Regions from separate parts of the Mus musculus genome. Here region 1 is linked to region 2. A link is a contact called in public Hi-C data. All regions are on one chromosome and are shown on one strand. Each heading gives the region's core, a stretch centred on a gene start, on an enhancer-like site or on the middle of the called end of the contact. The rest is flanking DNA. Distances are from core to core; before and after follow the strand shown.

Region 1 (6,389 bases), core at 2,584-5,083, 35 kb before region 2:
TAACCTACAAGCCATCTCAACAACCTGAAGTCAATGCTTTAAAACTTGTAATATACTATGCAATTCTACTTTCAAACATACGCCTACTGGAGAGGGGAGTGGAGTGGGGGGGGGAGCATGGGACGGAAGGTGGGGGAGGGGACACTAAGAAAGGGGAGAGAGGAAAGAAGGGGAGATGAAGAGGGAGGGGGAAGGAAGGGGGAGGAGGAAAGGGGGAGGAGGGGAGGAAGGTATGGGAGGGTGGGGAAGGAGAAGAGGGGTGGGAAGGAGGGGAGGGAGAAGAATGAGAGGAGGGAAGAAAAAGGAAGGGGGAAGACAAAGGAGGCAGGAGGATGAGGGGAGGAGGAGTGAGCAGGGAAACGGGGAAGAAGAGGAGCAGAGGGGAGGACTCTCTGCCATTTCTGGTGCCTGAAAGCAATAGCTAGACCTTGGTCTGCAAGCTCAAAAACAAAAGAAACTCAGCCACAGAGTGTCTACCTAAAGGAGAACATGAATTGGTTCCACAGGGTTGTTTCTCATCCATGGCACCCAGTATCTGGCAGATACAGGATTCCATCTAGTGAGAAGTCTAAGGACAAACCTCCAGGATGAGGATGGCTCTGTGGTTGTAAGAACCATGGCAAGTGGGCACAGACATCTTGGAGTGTCTTCACAGTTTATGTGCCACAATCCCAGGTCCCTCGTCCTTTCCTGACAGCCAACCTTGGACAGCCGGTAAAGTAATGCGTGATCGGGTTGAAAGAAGGCTGTCACCCAGGAGGAGCATGGAGTACAGGACCAGGCATGAATGCCAGAGATGCTGGCTTTGAGCAGAGAAGACCACTCCCTGGCATCAGGACCAAAAGCAGAGCTCTCGGTCAGTGGTTAATATCCTTCCTCCCAGCCTCCCCAGAGCATGGGTATGGAATCTAGCAATTCTTCAGGTTCCAGCTAAGCTGCACGAAGGTGTTACAAAAGGCCATTTCTTCTCCTTGGAGGAGAGCCAAAAGGAAAAGTGACACACACAGCCTTCATCCTGGAGTCAATGAAATCATAGCTCACATGAGCCTGCAAAATGAGAAAAATGCCCTTGGCTTGGGACTAACCATCAATGAGGGGCGGAGGGGGAAAAGAAGGGAAGAAAGGGGGAGGGGAAACTAGAAAGAGCTGAGATCGATCCTTAATTCACACATCAGGCTCATATTCGTTTGTTTGGAGTTTTGGGAACAAACTGTATCACATAGAGAATGGCTGAATAAACTAATGAAGTGCGTCTGGTAAGCTTATCCCTATGTGCACCACCAGGGGGAGCACTTGTTCCACACCGCTGGTCTTTTATGCACTATGAAGCCGCTGGTTAAGGGCATAAATTCTGGGTTCTAAGGGCCTTTTTTTTTTTTTTTTTTTTTTTTTTTTTTAAAGATTTATTTATTTATTATATGTAAGTACACTGCAGCTGTCTTCAGACACTCCAGAAGAGGACATCAGATCTTGTTACAGATGGTTGTGAGCCACCATGTGGTTGCTGGGATTTGAACTCTGGACCTTCGGAAGAGCAGTCGGGTGCTCTTACCCACTGAGCCATCTCACCAGCCCTCTAAGGGCCTTTTAACACCACCACCACCACCACCCCTTTTGTCCAAGAGCTGCCTGATTTTACTTTGTGCACGTCACCCTGTTTTCAGATAAGGAAAATATCTGACCCCGGGGAACTGGCAGTTTCTCCCACTCTTAAGGGCTCCAGAAATAGAGTCCTCACCTCACTTGGCGGCAATCCCAACCCTTTCTTGCTGTGGGATGTTTCCTGTCCACAGACCCCTAAGACGGGAGCTAGACAAGCAGGTGCCTCCACAGGGACCACACATTCGAGCCTGAGGAGGAAGTAGCCTGCTTTCCCGAGGCCTGGAGCCTCTTCTCTGCCCCTGCCCCAGCCGCAGACCCCCTACCAACCCTCCTCACCCACCAGCTCTCCCCAGTGCCTGGCCAGCACCTAGGAGCAACAGCCAGACTGTGGTCCCCGCAGGCTGCAGCGTGCCTTTGTCTGGGCTCACAAAAACCACATTTAGAACCGACTCCCACTTCTGATGCCCCCAGCGCATCTGTCTTTGCTTCGTTCCATCTGGCGATCTCAGAGGAATGGCTAATTAAATTGAAATGAGCTGGCCTATTTTTAGTGTTCTTCAGCTATCAGGCCTGGGGGGAATAGCCACAACGTTTGGAAAAGAACACCAGGAAGACTGAAAATCTCTGGAGCTGCATGCTGTTTCTAGGATTATCAGCTCCCAAGTCCCACCTGCCTCGGCAGGGTCCATCCGGTTCTCCTGTTGTCCTGTTTGAGGATGGGGCCAAAGTTGGAGGAAGGACGCTATGATTTAGATACAGCTTAGGTGTGGCACCTCCTGTGTTGCGAGTCTAGTAAGGTAACGGGCGGGCGCCGAGACCTTGAGAGAGTGCACTTGGATCACTGATGCTGTGTCTTCAGCTGCTTTCACAAACCCCTCATTTGGTCTAGTGTGAGGTCATTATGAACAGGCAAGACGAGCCTCGGCCCTAGGTGCTGTCTAATCAATACATCTCTCTGTCTCAAAGTCACAACTGTAATGGAGCTAACTCACCCAGGAGTGTCAGCCAGAAGCTCAACATACAACACTGCCCTGCTCCCTGACTTACAGCTCCCCCATTTATAAAGTTCACAGCCTCCCTCATTTTCCTATAGTACCTGAAAGTGACTAGTAAACAGGCTTCCTGGGTGCTCTTGATCCACCTCATCCTAGAACCAGAGACACATTCAGCTCAGTGAGCCTTGACAGCTTGATGCCAAGTCAGAGCTGTGATGAGCTTTAGATGACAACAGGTTTGTGCAGAGAGGAGGTGAGGAAGGGGAGGTGAGAGGTGGGGTGTGGTAGAGGTGAGGATGGGGAGGTGAGAGGTGGGGGGTGTGGTAGAGGTGAGGATGGGGAGGTGAGAGGTGGGGGGTGTGGTAGAGGTGAGGATGGGGAGGTGAGAGGTGGGGGGTGTGGTAGAGGTGAGGAAGGGGAGGTGAGAGGTGGGGGGTGTGGTAGAGGTGAGGATGGGGAGGTGAGAGGTGGGGGGTGTGGTAGAGGTGAGGATGGGGAGGTGAGAGGTGGGGGGTGTGGTAGAGGTGAGGATGGGGAGGTGAGAGGTGGGGGTGTGGTAGAGGTGAGGAGGGAGAAGAGAGAGGTGGGGTATGTGGTAGAAGTGAGGATGGGGAGGTGAGAGGTGGAGGTGTGGTAGAGGTGAGGAGGGGGGGTAAGAGGTGGGGTATGTGGTAGAAGTGAGGATGGGGAGGTGAGAGGTGGATCCCATCCCAGGTCCTGGATGGTACTTGTGCAAACATTGCTTCCTGCTAGTGAATTGGAAAAGCCATCCCTCTACTGCCACGTTAGGACCCCCTCTGGTTCCTTGTCTGCACAACCGACGTGCTCCTTACTTGGAGGTATGTTGTTTGATGCAAGCTAAACCCCTCTCCAGCTTCTCTTCCTCCTGCGTCCTCTGCTCTGGCCACTCTTTGTCACATTTTTAAAGTTTTGTTATTTGGTTTAATTGCACACATACACTGGGGAGGGGGTCTTTGTGGGTGTACAGTCACGTGAGAGATGGTGACCCTGAGGCCAGAGGCACCGGAACTTGAGTTTTAGGAGGTTGTGAGCTGTCTGACACGAGGAATTGAAGACCAGTCCTCAGCAAGAACAGTACACCCTCTTAAACCCTGAGCCTTCTCTGCAGCTCCGGAGCGTTTTTTTTTGCTTTTTGCTGTTCCTACACATTTCAAGTTGTGTGTCAGGAATTCCCTTCCTTGCATGACAAATCCTTCTCGTTAAGGGCACTACTCGGCAGTCACCTGCCTGAGGCTATTAGTCACTCCCGCCTCTGTGGTTTTCTAAAAGTTTGCTCAGACTAATATTAGACCTTATCAAACACATCCGACTTCTATGCCTACGTGGGATAAGGGCTTGCTGCGAGTGGGAGGTGTGTTCAGCCCATGGAGCTGAACTTCCCAGGCTTATGAATCCAGTGAATTCTTACTGTTGCGTGAAGATGAGAGAAAGTGAAATCGGGTTCTTTATTCTTCTGGGTCCCCACACAGCCCAAAGACGGCAGGGCCTCCTTCCTCCACCAGAGTGAAGCTTTGGCGAGTGGGCAGCCCTCTCTTACATCCTCACCCACAGCCAGGGCTCCTCAGGATTCCAACAAACTCTCTCTCTTCCTTATGTGCTTGGCCCTTGGGCGCATCAGGGTGCCTATTTTTTTTAAGATTTATCTTATTTCTATCTATGTGTGTGTGTGTATCTGTGGACACACTCAAACACTGTACACACACAGGTACATGCATTTGTGTGTCAGTGCCAGAGAAGACCAGAAGAGGGAGTCAGGCCCCTGGCATTATAAGCCAACGTGAGCCACCCAATGTGGATGCCAACACAGGTGCCAGGAGGAGAACTCTGTTCCTCTTTGAGAGCAGCAAGTCACCAGCTGTCACCCCTCCAGCCCCTTCACTATTCCTTAAGGGTTTCCTATCCTGGTCCACATTCTATAGTCTCTGAGCTGCCCCCTCTTAGGGATTAGGCCCAGTATCTACAGGGCATCTTCCACACTCTACCCAGCTCCATTCCACAGACTCCACATAACCTGCTCCATACCATCCATGGGCCCTCCCTTGCCTCTGACAAGTTTATTGATTATACCCCAGGACCTCGTGTCCCTCAGTCTGCCTATGTCCCAGACCTCCACTTAACCCTTAAATCTCCAACTCAAGAAAACAGGCATTTGTCCCTAGCCTTAGACACAATCTCCATGAAGTGTTAGAATAGTTCCTAAAATATCAAATTATTCTTTTCCTCTCCTTCAATACTTTCCTTGCCAGATACATATGCAAACATCAGGGATTTGACCGTTACATTTGTTTTGTTTGGATTTTTGATGGGAAAGTGGGGCGAAGGCCCAGTCTAACTTGAAAAATCCAACCTTCTGGTAAGGAACTGGACAATGGGCCCTGACTTTTCATGCGTGACCTCTGTGCTAGCCATGGCTCCTTTAAAAAATACACACACACACACACACACACACACACACATATATATACATATATATATATATATGTACACCTTAGCTGTCTTCAGACACACCAGAAGAGGGTGTCAGATCCCATTACAAATGGTCGTGAGCCACCATGTGGTTGCTGGGACTTGAGATCGGGACCTTCAGATGTGCAGTCAGAGCTATTACCCGCTGAGCCATCTCGCCAGCCCTAGCCATGGCTCCTTGAATCTACTGCAGCACTGCCCCCTTGCTCTCGGCCTTCCGTTCCATAAGGCTCATCACCCTGTAGAGAGCAGCTTCTCTGTCTCTCCGAGACCTCCAGCCACTATCCAGCCAACCCACCGCGTGCAGGGCAACGCACAGCATGCTGGCATTCCTGAGGTGCGTGGCTCTTGCCAGGAGGAACCCAGCAGTGGGCCTCTGTTCCCAAGGCTCCTTCCCCAGCAGCTCAGTGAACCCCGGACGAGGGCTTCAGCTTTTGAAATCATTTAACCTAGTTCCGGGTCTTCAGTACAAAGACTGAAGATAACACCTCCTGGGAGCCTCTCACGGTGAGCTGTCCTAGATTCCCTAAAGAGGTAGGCTGAAAACAGAGGCCCAGAAAGAGAAGTGTCCACCATCCTGAGGCCCAGGAGGGGCCAGAGAAGGCGAGAGTGTCCATTTGCTGAAGATAGGTTCTGACATTCTGAGCTGGGTGTTGGGAGGGCCGACAGGAATGTAACAGGGGGCAAAGCCAGGACAGAATAGTGTGTGCGTCCATGCGTGCGTGCGTATGTTGGTATTACAAAAACAACTGCCCTGGCCAAATTAAGATTTGGTCATGGAACTTTTAAGTTGCCTAAATTACCACAGTTGATCCGCATTGCCCTCACTCATGTTAGCATTGTCTCCTGGTGCCAGCCTGCACTAGCTTTGAGCCGATCCCACCAGCAAGCTCCCTCCCTGACCTGAGTTGCTCTTTCTCACTATATTTCTTGCCCCCCTCCACCCCATAAAGAAGGACCGGCACCCTCACTTGTGAGGTTTCTCACGCTTGAAGAGTCATCTGAGCTGGGAGGTTCCCAGAGCGTTCTTTAACCAGCCTCTCCCCACAGAGCTGGCCTCCAGGCAGGACACACAGTGCCATCATGTCCTGCTGGCTTCTTCTCAAACCAACTGGCAGGGTGGGGCTTTCTCTCCATTTAAGCCCCATTTGGCACTGCTCAACCTCCTAGCCTCAGCCTTTGCCCCTTTCCTAACCCGGTGTGCAAAAATAAAACGATTTTGGCAGCTAAGTATGGAAGGAGGACTGCTGAGAGAGTGGGGGGCAAAACCCTTAGGAAGGAGAGCAAGCCTCAGGAAATCTGTTG
Region 2 (6,717 bases), core at 3,785-6,284:
TGCCAGAAAGCACTTGCTGGCTTAGGCTTGGCTTGACTTCTCCCCATCACACAAGTCAGGATTTACATCCACAGTGGCTGGTTCTTTCCACAACAATTCACTAGAAAGGCGATCCCCACAGACAAGCCCACAGGCCAATTCAATGTAGATAGCCCCACGCTGGGACTCTCTCCCTGACAATTCTGTTTTGTGGGGTTGACTTAAAACTAACCAGTACAGAAAGTGAAAGAGAGTAAGCTGTTTAGAAAAACCAGAAGAATGAGGACTAGAGAGATGGCTGAGAGTAAGAGCAGCAACGATCGCTCTTCCAGAGGTCCTGAGTTCAATTCCCAGCAACCGCATGATGACTCATAACCATCTGTAATGGGAGCCGATGCCCTCTTCTGGTGTGTACTTGAATGCATTAAATAAATAATTCCTTTAAAAAAAGACTCAACGAGAGCATGATGATTCTTCCTTGTTTTTGTTTTTGATTGAGTGGAGGCAGCGCTGTGGCACTCGAATTCACTGGCAGAAACCAGAGACTTAGTCTTAATTCAAATTTAGATTATATAAATTTATTCTTACTGCTAGCAGAAGAGCCTTAGAGCTTTGCAAACAGCAAGCGGTTCAGAAGCTGGCAAAAGAGGTGGGATGGGGATAAGGTGGAAGTGGGGCTTAAGGCGGACGTCATGCAACTCTTCCTTGGAATCCACAGCTGAGCAGGAAAACTGCTCTACTTCCCTAGGTCGCTTTTTATCTTCCCACTACATAGTAACAAAAAGACCCTTCCATCCCTTCCCCGTAGCGACAGTGAGTTTTACAGAAGTGAAGGCAGCAGTTTATACCTCACAGTCCATAATCCTGCGCTCTTCTTTCCTGCACCCCATTGCAAAGGATCTCCCATTGCAAAGCCCTTACGGCATGCCTGGCTCCATCTGAAGTTCCTTTAGCCACACTCTTGTCTGAACACACTAATGACTGGGCTAGCACAGTTTATCCTAAAAACTTCAGGATCTACCACAGGATTCTCAAGCCATAGGTCCCACACGAAATATAAACTACAACATTCTGTGTTTCCAGGGATCTTGGGTTTAGGCAGAAGCACCGAGAAGACTTAGTAAAGGACTAAAGGGCTTGGGAGCCCAAAAGGACATGCATGCCACTCGACAGAGGGCGAGCTCCCTGAGAGAAGACTGGGTTCCTCTTATTTTGTGTTGATTGTCATGTGGGTGTTTTTGATTCACGTGTGGTACATACATGGGTACCATGGTGCGTGTGTAGAGACCGAAGGAAAGCTCTTTAATATGATTTGTCTCCTTCCACCTTTACATGGAATCCAGGGATCAAACTCAAGTTTCTAGGTTTTCATGGCAAGCCTTGTCCTTACCTTAATAAAAGCACAGAGCCTAAGCAGTTGCTTCATCTAATTAAGACAATTGTACTCTCTTTGTTGGAATTCATTAGGGAGAGGAGAGGGAGGCTGTTAGCATTCTGTCTAAACTCCACCCCACTGTTACCTGGCAACAGCCAGGTAGGCCTGACCCACTATAAAAGGGGCTGCTTGCCCCCTCCTCCCTCTCTTGCCTTTGGGCTCTTCCCTCCCCCCACCCTTTCCCCTCCCTCCACATGGCCATGGCCAGCCTCTACTTCTCTATCCCTCTCTGCCTTTCTCTGCTTCTACTACCCTCTTTTTGTTTTGTTTTGTTTTGGTTTGGTTTGGTTTATTTTTGGTTTTTCGAGACAGGGTTTCTCTGCAGCCCTGGCTTCCCTAGAACTCACTTTGTAGACCAGGCTGGCCTCAAACTCAGAAATCCACCTGCCTCTACCTCCCAAGTGCTAGGATTAAAGGCGTGCGCCACCAAGCCCAGCTTTCTACTACCCTCTTAATTCCCTTCCCCATGCCCTGAATAAACTCTATTCTATACTATAAGGTCGTGTGTGTCTGGTCTCTCAGGAAGCCAACGGGATGCCTAGGCATGGGCCCGCTGAGACACACCTTTCCCCCCACACCTCACCACACCCACATTATACCTCTTTTTCTTTCTATAAACACATTGGAGGCTTAAAAAAAAAGGAATCTCTCTTCTAACCTGTGGTTGCTTCAAAATATCCCTTGTTCTTGTAAGTAATCTATGTTACAGCTCTGTTCCTGTCTAGTGTAATTTGTGGAGATTAACCCCCTTCCAGCAAATTTCACTCTTAGTAGTTGTAATGCTGTAATTCCAGCTATGTTGGGAGGCTGAGACAGGAGAATCACAAGTTTAATGCATGCCTGGGCCACAGAATGAGTTCAAGGTCAACCTGGACAAAAAATACATATGTACATATGTATTAGTCAGGGTTCTCTAGAGTCACAGAACTTATGGATAGTCTCTAGATAGTAAAGGAATTTATTGATGACTTACAGTCAACAGTCCAATTCCCAACAATGATTCAGTCGCAGCTGTGAATGGAAGTCCAAGGATCTAGCAGTTACTCAGGCTCACGGAGCAAGCAGGCGAAGGAGCAAGAGCTAGACTCCCTTCTTCCAATGTCCTTATATTGTCTCCAGCAGAAGGTGTAGCCCAGATTAAAGGTGTGTTCCACCACACCTTTAATTCCAGATGAAAGGTGTAGCCCAGATTAAAGGTGTGTTCCTTAAACTCCGAGATTCAATCTTCTGGAATCCATAGCCACTATGGCTCAAGATCTCCATACCAAGATCCACATAAGGATCTCCAAGCCTCCAGATAAGGGTCACTGGTGAGCCTTCCAATTCTGGATTGTAATTCATTCCAATATAGTCAAGTTGACAACCAGAAATAGCCACTACAACATACATACATACAATAAACAGCTGGATATAGCTCAATGGTAAAGTACTCACCTACCATATGAAAGGCTCTAGATAACACACACACACACACACACACCACACACACACACACACACACACACATACACACACACACCACACACACACACACACAGAGTTTTCCTTCACCTTGCTCTGCAATTCTGAAATTTTGGCCAAGAGGAGATGATAATCTGAGAACCCTTTGAGGAACACTGGAGTTGTTAAGGGATGCTGGTTGCTGGCTTGTTTTCAGCCAGCTCTCCAGCATGAGAGTCCTCATAGGCAGAAGGCAACTCATGATGCAGGCAGAAAATGTGGGATGAATTAGTTACTTTGTGTTCCTGCAATAAAACACTGACTAAAATCACCTTTGGGGAGGTGTACTGGCTAGTTTTGTGTCAACTTGACACAGCTGTAGTTATCACAGAGAAAGGAGCCTCCCTTGAGGAAATGCCTCCATGAGATCCAGCTATAAGTTATTTTCTCAATGAGTGATCAAGGTGGGAGGGCCACTTGTGGGTGGTGCCATCCCTGGGCTGGTAGTCTTGGGTTCTATAAGAGAGTCTGCTGAGCAAGCCAGGGGAAGCAAGCCAGTAACATCCCTCCATGGCTTCTGTGTCATTTCCTGCTTCCTGACCTGCTTGACTTCCAGTCCTGACTTCCTTTGATGATAAACAGCAATGTGGAAGTATAAGATGAATAAACCCTTTCCTCCCCAACTTGCTTCTTGGTCATGCTTTTTGTGCAGGAATAGAAACCCTAAGCCAGGAGGTAAGGGCTTATTTGGCTTATACATTCCAGTAAGAGGTCCAACACTGAGGGAGGTTAGGGTAGGAAATGCAGCAGAAACCATAGGGGAACTGCTGCATACTGGCTTGATCAGCTGGCTTTCTAACACAACTTAGGACCACCTGCCCAGGGATGGCACCACCCACAATGGGCTAGACCTTTCTACACCAATCCTTAGTCAAAATGCCCTACAGACTTGCCTACAGCTCAGTCTCCCACGGAGGCATTGTCTCCACTGAGGCTCCCACTCCTCAGATGACTCTAGCTTTTGTCAATTCCACAAAAGAACTAACCAGCATGTATGGATTTATGCTCTTGATTAGGAGAGACTGGGTGTGGCAGTGCCTATGTCTCTGAATCTTGGCTCCTACTTATTGGCCATTAATTTCTAGGAAGGCAATCGACATCTTCGGATCTACAATAGTTTCCCCAGTTTGAAATGTCTAGTATTCCCCTAAAATTTTCTTCAGTTCTCCAGACCACAAACACTCGGTGGTACATATCCTAAATGTGACTTCATAGCAGTCCAAGGAACAGGAGTCTGCAGGTAATGCTTTCCTCTAGGCTCCTCTGCCTTTGGTTTGGGGTGAGGTGCTTCTAATAAAAGTCTGGAGGCTCAGAGGTGTAGAAGTTGAGGCTAGCAACTAGGCCCTAGTATATGACAGGTAGAGATTGCCAGGCACTTTGGACAATCAATGTGAAATTAGTTTAGCAACTAGGATGATGATGATGATGACGACGACTATGATAATGGTTACGGTTAGTGAAAGGGCACTCTGCTCCGAAGAGCTGATATGCAAACGCTAGTTTAATAGAACATAAGCAACCTAGGTTTAAGTTTAATTTAAACCTAAGTTTAAATCCTTGTCCGTAGAGTACACAGTTGTTTCTCTGAGGGAAGCCCCATCTTTGTTATTGAACTTTGTTACTAGTAGCCTGGGCAAAACCGAATCCAGGGTGGAGTGTATTCCTTGTTGCTGCTATTATTACAGCGTGCAAATTAAACGTCAAGGAGGAAAAAAAAAAAAATCCTAGCTGAAGCCTTTAGTTTGTAATACCATATAAAGATATGGATAAATAAAAGCCTTTAAGCATTTAAAAGCATTTTTAAAAAGAGGGCGAACCAGCATTCAATGAAACCTGCAAGTTTAATAATATATGAATTCAAAAAATAAAATATGAACTCAGTTCATTTTGTGGACTTGACGCATGTCGAATAGACTGCAATCAGGCAGTTTCTTCTCAACGCCGTATCTAAAGCGGATGGAGCAGAAAGAATAGAACTAAGACGTTGTTTGCACAACTGGCGTCCCTAACTACAGACCCGCAGGCTCCTAGGTACACCCGGTTCCAAGTGGAAGAGCGGGAGCGGAAGTTCCGGAGTCTGTCCCGCCCCTCCCCACCTGGCGCTGCGTCAGTTCCGGGCCAGCATCAGGGCTAGGGCCGGGTTCCTAGCAGGCTGTTTTTTGGCGCCGAGTCTCAGCATGGCTGCCTCCAGGGTTGAGGGTCCGGGAGCCGCCACTCCTTCGTTTTGTTGACCGCCCCTGGCGTCTGTGCTCTTCTTGTCTTTCCTGAGCTACTCCAGCAGACATGTTCGCTAAGGCCTTTCGGGTCAAGTCCAACACAGCCATCAAGGGCTCGGACAGGTGAGGGAGAGAATACTTTTGCTTAGCCTAGCGAGGCTCCTACACTTGTAGGGCTGCACATAGAGACCCCAGGGAGCCAAGCAGGGGTGTTAGAAACATTTTTGAGGATAAGGTGTGGGGGTGTCTCTTTTTATCTTCCAGCTGGTCTTTTGGACAATAAAGTTGAGTTAGCGTGTACTGGGCTCAAGCTAGGTTTTGTGGGAGATGTAAAATGAGGGAATATAAGTCCTCCATGGAGTTTAGAGTCCATGGGAGAACTCAGATGGTGTACCAAAACTAAAAGTATAGGGGGGGGGGGGGAAACGCCTAAACGATTATTCCTGGCCGGAGAGACTGGTGTCGGAGAGGTCCGTGCCCTGAGGTGGCAGAGCCTAAGAAAGCTGTGGTAAGGAGAGATGTTAACTCTCCTTTTTAAGTCAGTGTCGTAGACACGGATAGCTCCGCAGGGATTTTGGAGCCAGCTTTCTTTAGGTATCATTCTTGGTGCCATAGTAGCCTTTTAATGAGAGGTTGACAGATTGCCAACCAGTCTAAGACAGGAGTGGGGACAGCATGTGAGGTCATCTGTGTTTCCAATGACTTTCTAAAGACTAACTTTGGTTGCTTAGTGAAAATAGGTGTTCCGATGGAATAATATGCCCAGGAGGTCTTGAGAATAATGAATAAGACAGATAATAGGATTTGGAAAAGCTGAGAAGGGGGCATCACGAACCAGGCAGTCTTTCTTCAGTCTTTATGATTTGTATAGTCATTCTGAATGTCTGTATTTATTAATGTGCATCGTGCTGGTGTGCTTTCTGCAGGAGAAAGCTCCGGGCCGATGTGACAGCTGCTTTCCCTGCCCTGGGAACAGATCAGATCTCTGAATTGATACCTGGAAAGGAAGAGCTAAATGTTGTGAAGTTGTATGTTCACAAAGGGGATTCGGTGACTGTGTACACGAGTGGTGGTAACCCCATCCTATTTGAACTGGAGAAAAATTTGTATCCAACAGGTATGGTAACCAGATGAAATGCCCAGACTGCAGCCCTGGTGAAACACGTTATTCTCTGTTGATTTGGTGTGATATTTGTTTTTGTTTTCCCCCATAAACATACCTTTTCAAATGAAATAAACACAGAATTTCCCAATACTATTCCTAAGGATCTTCTGGGACCTAGTGTTTCCAGAATTGACCTTTTCACCGTAAGAGGGATAAGAAACAAACGAAACCCCCGGCCCCCCCCCCAAAAAAAACCCAAAACACATGGAAAAATGGCAGTGCAAAGTTCTGAGAGAAAGGAGCTGGGGGTATTGGGAAGAGTGCTGAAGTGTTGCCAAAGGTGGAATTTTAGAGCATGTAAAGAAAATATGGCGTAAACCATCTGTAAAAGGCTTTTTCTTAACACAGTGGAGAAAATGTACGCTCAGGACTAAGCTGTGTCAGTCACACACTTCCCCTGAGCTGCTTCATAGTGGGTTTTC

Evidence for each region. Hi-C and Micro-C count contacts between places; a contact is called where the count stands out from the background.
Region 1: a Hi-C map of the G1E-ER4 cell line shows a contact between it and region 2, with 4 times the contacts expected there. The contact joins the enhancer-like site here to the promoter of Eif2d in region 2. A contact is called at or near these places in 30 of 39 promoter capture datasets (the 3T3-L1 cell line, 3T3-L1-derived adipocytes, the C10 cell line and 20 more), 10 of 15 datasets of contacts at CTCF or cohesin (CD8 T cells, the G1E-ER4 cell line, the NIH/3T3 cell line and 6 more), 252 of 484 Hi-C or Micro-C datasets (the 3T3-L1 cell line, 3T3-L1-derived adipocytes, the 4T1 cell line and 125 more), 35 of 115 datasets of contacts at active chromatin or transcription factors (CD8 T cells, the HPC-7 cell line, Th17 cells and 19 more) and 5 of 9 other capture datasets (adipose tissue, embryonic stem cells, liver and 2 more).

Annotation. Positions count from the first base shown.
Region 1 is chr1:131,114,853-131,121,241 of GRCm38.p6, forward strand. Gm51643 (a long non-coding RNA gene) reads left to right here. Exons shown (of 2, transcript XR_003947991.1): 2 at 698-1,055. Among named protein-coding and RNA genes, the nearest start is that of Gm51643, 5.3 kb to the left of the region's middle. Within about 2 kb of position 3,834, at least 42 of the 459 cell types and tissues checked have an H3K27ac peak or open chromatin away from gene starts, as enhancers often do. A contact at or near this core is called in the 4T1 cell line, the Ba/F3 cell line, the G1E-ER4 cell line and 4 more, where this site is marked.
Region 2 is chr1:131,148,173-131,154,889 of GRCm38.p6, forward strand. It overlaps Eif2d (eukaryotic translation initiation factor 2D), which reads left to right and starts at 5,035. Exons shown (of 15, transcript NM_001136070.1): 1 at 5,035-5,253; 2 at 6,057-6,247. The coding sequence starts at 5,198.